Linked DNA regions of Sus scrofa: region 2 is linked to region 1. A link is a contact called in public Hi-C data. All regions are on one chromosome and are shown on one strand. The core of a region is the stretch at or near the end of the contact, and the rest is flanking DNA. Distances in the headings are between cores, read along the strand shown. Region 1 overlaps GNB1 (guanine nucleotide-binding protein G(I)/G(S)/G(T) subunit beta-1). Region 2 has its middle 6.4 kb from the start of GNB1.

Region 1 (4,229 bases), core at 309-2,808:
ACGTGAGGACAACGAAGGCGGGAAGACTGCTCAAGACACGGGGACCCTCTGGAGACACGACAACAAAATGCACACCCTGGCTCTGAACAAGGGGCACGTTATACAGCAGAAACTAATCAACGTGTAAATCACCTATACTTCAATGAAACTTTAAAAATAGAAAAAAATAAAATCATTTCAAAATAAAACTCTTAAAGAAAAAAGTAGGCAATAAAAACAAGAAAAGGGCATGAGGGAGTTCCCGTCGTGGCGCAGTGGTTAACGAATCCAACTAGGAACCATGAGGTTGCGGGTTCCGTCCCTGCCCTTGCTCAGTGGGTTAACAATCCGGCATTGCCGTGAGCTGTGGTGTAGGTTGCAGACGTGGCTCGGATCCTGCGTTGCTGTGCCTCTGGCGTAGGCCGGTGGCTACAGCTCCGATTCAACCCCTAGCCTGGGAACCTCCATATGCCGCGGGAGCGGCCCAAGAAATAGCAACAACAACAACAACAACAACAAAAGACAAAAAGACAAAAGGCAAAAAAAAAAAAAAAAAAAAAAAAAAAGGGCATGAGGACATTCTGAAGAAAACTGAAGGAATACAAATAAGGACTTGGCTCAGGCCCCACGGAATCACTGCTAAGGTCCAGGGACAATGAGGCGCCTGTGCCTGTGCGGGTCCGGAAGGTCCTGGTTCCCAAGCGCATGCTGGCGCTGCAGGAGCAACGTGTCAGGAGACCTACCACAACCCAGGGATGGACCCAGAAGCACACGCAGAGGGAGAGCGTGGCCCCAGGAGGCTGCAAAGGGCTGACCCTGGTGGAAGGCACAGAACGTTCCCCGATATACTCTCAGCCGCCTGTGGCTTCGAAAGTTATTACATATGGAAGGATTTGCTTTTTTTTTTTTTGGTCTTTTTGCCATTTTCTTGGGCCGCTCCCGCGGCATATGGAGGTTCCCAGGCCAGGGGTCCAATCGGAGCTGTAGCCACTGGCCTACGCCAGAGCCACAGCAACACAGGAGCTGAGCCGAATCTGTGACCTACACCACAGCTCACGGCAACGCCGGATCCTTAACCCACTGAGCAAGGGCAGGGATCGAACCCGCAACCTCATGGTTCCTAGTTGGATTCGTTAACCACTGCGCCACGACAGGAACTCCTGCTTTTTCTTTTTAAGGCCACACCCACGGCCATGGAAGTTTCCAGCTAGGAGTCGAATTGGAGCAGCCGCCTCCACCACAGCCACAGCAATTCGGGATCCAAGCCATATCTGCAAACCTACACAGGAGCTCACGGCAACACCGGATCCTTAACCCCCTGAGCAAGACCAGGCCAGGGATCCCATCCGTGCCCTCAAGGAAACGAGTCGAGTTCGTTACTGTGGAGCCACGACAGAAACTCCTGGAACCCCTGCTTTTTAAGAGTGTACTTTTAAAAACAGGTGAATTTTTAAATTTTTTTAGGGCCACACCCACAGCATATGGAAGTTCCCAAGCTAGGGGTCAAATCTGAGCTGTAGCTGCCAGCCTACACCCCAGCCACAGCAACTTGGGACACCAGCCGTGTCTGCGGGTTACACCACAGCTCATAGCAACACTGGATCCTTAACACACGGAGCGAGGCCAGTGAGTGACTGAACCGTGTCCTCATGGATATGAGTCAGGTTCGTTTCCGCTGAGCCACGACGGGAACTCCAAAACTGATGAATTTTTAACTTTCATATTTAATTAATTTTTATTCATTTTAAGTGTTTCATTTTTCTCAGGCTGGTTAGAGGTTTATCAATTTGATTTTTTCAAAAGACCAACTTTCAGTTTCACTGATTTTCTTTACTGTGTTTGTTTTCAATTCTGTGAAATTCTGCCCTTATTTTCATTATTTTCTTCTTTCTGCTTGTTTCGAAATCAATCTTCTTTTAAAAGTTTCTTAAGGCAGAAGCTTAGATTGTTGAGATCTCTTTTGTTTTCTGTAGCAAGCATTTAATTCTATTAACTTCTCTATTATAAGCACGACTTTGATTATGCCCCACAAATGTTGATATGCTTTGCTTTCACTTTCAAGTTAAAATATTTTCAGAGTTCCCTGGTGGGCCTAGTGCCTAAGGATCTGGCAGCCCTGTCACTGCATCAGCTTGGGTCACTGCTATGGCAAAAACAAAACAAAACCTTGTTTTCTTTTCCTTTATGTTATCATCTTTGTTTAATTTTCAAGTATTTGGGGGCTTTCCAGAGAGTGTTCTCTTCCAATTTACCTCGGCTGCAATCACAGCTACAGTGACGCCCTAACCGTTCCAACTTCTGGGTCATCTTCGAGTCGGCTTCCACTGATTCCTTCCTTGTTTTTGTTCCCCTGCACCTGCATGTGTGACTTCTCGGGCCAGGGATCAAACCCTGGCCAGAGCAGTGATCTAAACCACAGAAGTGCCGACATCAGATTCTTAACCCGCTGCACCACAAGAGAACTCCTAATTCCTTATCTATTAACAACAGACCACTTTTTGTGTATCTCATGATTTTTCACTGTTGACCAGACAAGGACAACAGAAACAGTATCTCTGGCTAGAGAAAGTATGCAAAGTTAAGCCAATCTTTAGTCGAATTCCACGTGGGTTTTGTAATCTTCAGCCACAGGCTCCGAATATTTTTAATGGTAAACCCCTGTAACCTTCACAATACCAAAATACTTTGCTCAAAAATTACTGGCCAAAGAAGTGTACTCCCCTCAAACCTGCTGCAAGCCAGAATCAAAGCAGAAAAGCAAGCCATCCCACTTCTGCTCAAAATTCAGACTCAGGAAGATGAAAACAAATTTGCAGGCTGCCTCAGCTTGAGGATGAGCCTTTACTTTATTTGGGCAGAAAGGGAGATGTTTGTTAAACTGAAAAGAGCCAACCTACTGCAACAGGACACACAAAGGACTCCCCCAGAGAGGATGTTCTGCCGCACGTGTGCGCACGGATCTTGACCCGAAGGCACACCTTGCCCCAGAGCCGCAGAGGCTCCGCACCCATTTCCCAGAAGGCCTCACTTCCACTGTGTCCAGAGGTTCCTCAAGGAATATCTGCAGGTGCTACACTGGATGTTCTGTACAAAACTTGCATTTGCTGTGGAACACTGCCAGCCAGACTTCCAGCGTCACACCACGCAATGACCTCACACGGATGCATCAAAAATCTCACATTTGCACCATTTCTTTCTCAAGTACATTAAAATGGCAGAGCTCCCTGGTGGTTCAGCAGATTAAGGATACGGCATTGTCACTGCTGTGGCTCAGTGTCATTGCAGTGGCGTGGGTTCGAGCCCTGGCCCCAGAAGTTCTGCATGCCGCAGATATGGCCACAAAAGAAAAGAAAAAACAAAGAACATTCTGGGGTTGCAGTTTTGACCATCCAAGTATGGGCTGAGCCCAGCTCCACAGCAAGGTCTGCCAGGGATAGGAGAGGCACAGGTGAGCTCTCGTGACAGCTCCCACACTGGACAGTCTGGGCTAACCCCGGGCGCTGAAGAGTACATTTCTAACTACGTTCAGTTGCTTTTCTTTTTTTCTTTTTTTCAATGGCCACACTCGAGGCATATGGAGGTTCCTGAGTCAGGGATCAAACCTGAGCCACATGGAGTTCCCGACGTGACTTAGCAGTAATGAACCTGACTAGTATCCATAAGAACACGGGTTCAATCCCTAGCCTCACTCAGTGGGTTAAAGATCCAGCATTGCTGTGAGCTGTGCTGTAGGTCACAGATGTGGCTCAGGTCCTGTGTTGTTGTGGCTGTGGCACAGGGCAGCAGCCACAACTCCGATTCAACCCCTAGCCTGGGAACTTCCACACGCCACAGGCATGGCCCTAAAAAAAAATTTTTTTAAATTAAAAAAATAAAAAAAAAATTTGAGCCACGGCTGCAGCAATGCCGAATCTTTAACCCACCGCACCACAGCAGGAACTCCTGTATTTCTTAATTATCCTGTATTTTCTTGGGTTTATTAAAAGGTTTTAAAAAAAAAAAAAAAAAAAAAAAAAACTTCACTGTTGGGGGAAATTCCTTATTTTTCGCAGAAGTGAGGTTAACTACGCAAGAGGACTTGAAAAGATCTCCAATTTTCTCCCAACTTAGGTTTGGCTAGGTGAGTAGCTCAAATTTTGTAAAAAAAACACCACCATCAAGCACAGTGGTAACTAGTGAACATTTCATATGGTTTTTGGAGGAAGAACTAGGGAAATAAAGCCAGGTATACATCAACACGGAAAAATGAA
Region 2 (4,292 bases), core at 814-3,313, 48 kb after region 1:
AGCAGGGCTAGGTACCCAGGGTGACGGGGCGTGTGGTGGCTCAGGGGCAGGGGCACAGAGGAGTCAGGGGTGGCACCAGGGTGTATGTCCCAACAGCTGGGGAGTGAGTGGAAGGACAGTGGACTAGGAGCCAGGGACATCCCCAAGATGCCTTCTGAAACGAGGTGGTATCTGGGTAGTTTTGGGGGTATCTGCAGGTCAGTGTGGGCTGGACCAGCAGGAAGAGCAAGAGGGGGGTCACTGGGTCCTGTGCTCTGCTACCACCACCTGCCCTCTGCCCCAGTCTCTGCTCCAAGTCACATGGGCACTTTACATTCAGACCAGGCACCAGTGTCCGCCCTGAGGCAGGCCTGGTAGTGGGGGGACAGCAATCTCCCTTCTGCAGGGATATCCAGCCCCAGCCCCCCCTGCAGCACCCCCAAACCCCAGCCCCAGAGCCTCAGCCTGGCAGTCCTCACTGGGGGACCTCGGTCTTGAGGGCGCAGCTCTCCTTCCCTTGGGACTGCCTCCAGGGCTTGAGGGCTGTTTGTCAAGAGTCCTGTCCCCAAGGCCCAGCCCACCTGCCACCTGGGAGGTGATGCAAGATGTGCTTCCAAGGGGCCATGGGAGGCAGGCCCCAGGCCGTGAGCTGAGCCAGGCAGAGTTGCAGGGCAGTGGTCTTGAAGCCCCGGATGTGTGTGGCCCGAGGAGGGGGAAGAGGAATTGGGGGGCCAGGACCCCAAGCAGCAGAGTGCCAGGCAGAGCACAGAGCACCAGCAGGACCCCAGGCTACCCCTCCTGGGGCAGGCACTGGGTGTTTTGGAAACCGGCAGGCATGGCTGGGCACGCAAGGGGGGTGCTGCCAGGAGCTGGGGCCCTGGAGCTCTCGCTGTGACGTCCATCTGGGGCCTGCTGGCCCCCGCCACATTCCCCTGGGCAGATGCCCAGGGCTCCTCCCAGGCCTGCTCTGGGGTCTCTGGGGGTGGCTCAGCCTGTGGCATTAGACTTCTAAGACCTGTCTATCCTGTCCCATTGGCCCTACAGCAGCCCCTGGTGGCTGCGGGGGTCAGGTCTTGCTTGGGTGGACACTGAGGTGTCCAGGTCTCTGAGACAGACCCTGGGGAGGAAGTCTCCACAGAGAATGCTTGTGAGGGGCTGTGGTCAACCCCACCGGGCGCCACCTGGGGCACTCTTGAGGCCAGGGACACGGGTGCCCCACCCCTCCTGGCTGGCCCTGCGTGCCGAGGTCTGCAGGTGCAGCCCTCAAGGCCAGGCTCTGTGGAGAGGCAGCAAGGGGGCTCCCCTCCTCCAGCCCCAGTCCCTTCTGTGCAGGACAGACCTCAAGGTTCCTGCTGCCCTCTGGCCGCTGGGCCCAGTGGGTCCAGAGAAGGCAGAGGCTCTTGCTGCATTCACAACCTCTTTTCTCCTTTGGACAAAATGACCTTGCTGTTGTCACATGCAAGCAGGACCAAGGGGGACAAGGAAGGAAGAGCCCTCAGAACAGTGAGACCCCTGAGCCCTGCAGGGGAGCAGGGGGCAGAGAGCAGAGGGCCGCCAGGGTCGGCTGTGCGCCCCCGGGGCCTGGGCAGAGCAGGGGCCACCCTGGGTCACACGGCAGCTGGGCAGAGCAGTGGGCCCCAGCTCCCGAGCAGGCCGGCCAGGGTCTCAGGATGACAAGGCTGTGCCCACCAGTCCAGGGCCTGCTCCTGTCCTAGTGTAAAGTGGGGCCGTGGGGGGTCTGCCTGGTGCGAAGGACCGTCTGGGGACAGGGGTGCTTCTCCAGGGGTCTGAACACTCAGGCTTCAGCCCGAGGTGAGCGGCAGTGGGCACCCTGCCCCACCACCCACAAGCCACCGCACAGGTGAAAGAAAAGAATACTTGCGCCTATTTTTGTGCTTACTAGTGAGGCTCGGAGGGCGGCCTTTTGGAAAGAGGGCTGGAAAATGGCCGAGCAGGAGGCCTGGAAAGGCGACCCCGCCCTGCTCCAAACTCTGGAGGGCCGACCGCAAACGCCAGGGCCCGCCGCGCCGCACACCCGGCCTTGGCTGCGCGCGGCCCGCGGGCGCCGCCTGGTGCAGCCGCAAGGAGTGGACGCCCGGCGCGCCGCTTCCGGGCCGGGGATGGGGCGGGGCCTAGCGGAGGGCTGGGGGCGGGGCCTATCGGGGCGGGGCGGGGCGGGCGCTGGGCGGGGCGAGGTGGAGGGGCGGGGCGGGGCGCAGGGCAGGGCCGGACTGGGGCGGGGCCGGGGGTGCCGAGGCTGCCCTCCCGACCGCGTCCTCTTGGGTGGGCTGGGGGTCTGGCCTTCCTCAGAAAGATCCCGGAAGGCCACGGTGCCCAGTTCCGAAACAGGCTTGAGTTTCCTAAAACCGTCCACAGTTTTCGGGGCTGGTAACTAGCAGCGCCCCCTTCCCGCTCTTCGCGAAATCAACTCCTTTCTTTTCTTTTTTCGTTTTTTCTGTCTTTCGCCTTTTTAGGGCCGCACCCGAGGCATATGGAGGTTCCCAGGCTAGAGGTCTAATCTGAGCTGTAAGCCGCCGGCCTTCGCCAGAGCCACAGCAACGCCAGATCCAAGCCGCATCTTCGACCTACACCACAGCTCACGGCAACGCCGGATCCTTAACCCTCAGAGCGAGGCCAGGGATCCAACCCGCGACCTCATGGTTCCTAGTCAGATTCGTTAACCACTGAGCCGCGACGGGAACTCCGAAAACAACTCCTTTCAACTCAGCTGTTTCTCCTGCTCTTGATTTCGACATTAATCGAAATCTCCGGAGTCGAAGAAGGTGGTCAGTTTGAGGCCTATGTTTAACGTTGAGATTCGTTTTTTAGGGCAATGCTGTGTTGCTTGAAAAGGATGTTCTGAGGCTGCGCCCCCAGACTCAGCAAGAGCGTGAGCAAGCGCGCCACGTGCAGGGTGCAGAGGGGCGGGTGGGATGCTGGGCCCTGGAGGGCGGGGACAGTCAGCCTCTCCGGCTCAGCGCATCCCATGTCCAGCCTCTCTCTGTAGGTTGTGTCTGTGGACAGAGAGCATCTGAAATTTGTTTTTATCCAGTTAGTCCATTTAACGCCTTTTGAGGGGCGTCTCTTCCCCCCACCCCAGTGCGGCTCATGGAAGTTCCTGGCCGGGGGACAGAATCCGTGGGGCAGCTGCAGCAACGCGGGGTCCTTAACGCTGGGGAGCGAACTGGTGTTGCCGCAGAGACGAGCCGGATCTTTAGCCCACCGTACCGCAGCAGGAACTCCCTAAGTGGCGATTGTTTTAAACGGCAGCATGTTACCGATTGGTGTATCTTGGATTTCTCGTTTTAGATTTAGACCTTGCTGAGACTACAGACAGCGCCACCCTCGTCACCTAGGTTTCCTCTAGATTAGCGCAGTTCACATTCATGATTAATAGGCCAGAAAGGCACATTATTAACTGAAGTCCACACTCGGTTGGGATTTCCTTGGTTTTTACCTAGCGGACTCTCTCTGTTCCAGGACCCCACATCCGGTTCTTCCTCTGCCCTGGGTGGCATTAAATTGGCTGCGGCAGGTTCTCAGACTCCCGTGCCTTTAATGACTTAGTCAGTTGGTTTTGAGTGCGGGTCGGGGCATCTGTCTGGTAGGGCTGTTGGTTTTGGAAGGAAGACCAGAGAGGTACAGTGTCCTTCTCATGGCATCGTGGTGAGGGTGCATCCCCTCAACAGGACCCACCGCTGTGACCTTGACCCCGCTCCCTGGGCCTTTCCATCCTCTTTGGAAGGAAATCGCAATGAAGAAGTGGGGTCCGTGCGCCCTTTTTTGAGGGGGAACATCTGCATGAATGATTTGGAATTCTTCTGCAGGTGCTCTAACGCTTCTCCTCCACATGATTTATTCAGTCATTTGTATCAAAATGAACTCATGGATATTTACTTATTTTCATTGTGGTGTCAAAATACACACAACAAAAATGTTAAGAGTTTAGGAGTTCCCATCGTAGCTCAGTGGTTGACGAATCCGACTAGGAACCGTGAGGTTGAGGGTTCGATCCCTGGCCTTGCTCAGTGGGTTAAGGATCCGGCGTTGCCGTGAGCTGTGGTGTAGGTTGCAGATGAGGCTTGCATCCCACGTTGCTGTGGCGCTGGCGTGGGCTGGCGTCTACAATTCTGATTCGACCCCTAGCCTGGGAACCTCCATGTGCTGCGGGAGTGGCCCAAAAAATGGCAAAAAGAAAAAAAAAATTTTAACGTTTTAACCTTCTTTTCTTCTGTTCTTAGCTGTGCGAAGAGCATGCGGACGTTCCTGGGCCAGGGCTTGAACCCGTGCAACACCAATGACACCACCAGATC

What was found. A called contact is a pair of places that touch in the nucleus more often than the background predicts.
Region 2: a contact with region 1 is called in a Hi-C map of alveolar macrophages, with 3 times the contacts expected there. The contact joins two enhancer-like sites. A contact is called at or near these places in 1 of 5 promoter capture datasets (liver), 16 of 47 Hi-C or Micro-C datasets (adipose tissue, alveolar macrophages, blood and 9 more) and 2 of 2 datasets of contacts at active chromatin or transcription factors (alveolar macrophages and skeletal muscle).

Annotation. Positions count from the first base shown.
Region 1 is chr6:63,913,918-63,918,146 of Sscrofa11.1, forward strand. The region is part of intron 1 of GNB1 (guanine nucleotide-binding protein G(I)/G(S)/G(T) subunit beta-1); the gene reads right to left. Among named protein-coding and RNA genes, the nearest start is that of GNB1, 41 kb to the right of the region's middle. Within about 2 kb of position 1,559, at least 11 of the 83 cell types and tissues checked have an H3K27ac peak or open chromatin away from gene starts, as enhancers often do. A contact at or near this core is called in alveolar macrophages, where this site is marked.
Region 2 is chr6:63,961,743-63,966,034 of Sscrofa11.1, forward strand. No RefSeq gene overlaps it. Among named protein-coding and RNA genes, the nearest start is that of GNB1, 6.4 kb to the left of the region's middle. Within about 2 kb of position 2,064, at least 34 of the 83 cell types and tissues checked have an H3K27ac peak or open chromatin away from gene starts, as enhancers often do. A contact at or near this core is called in alveolar macrophages, where this site is marked.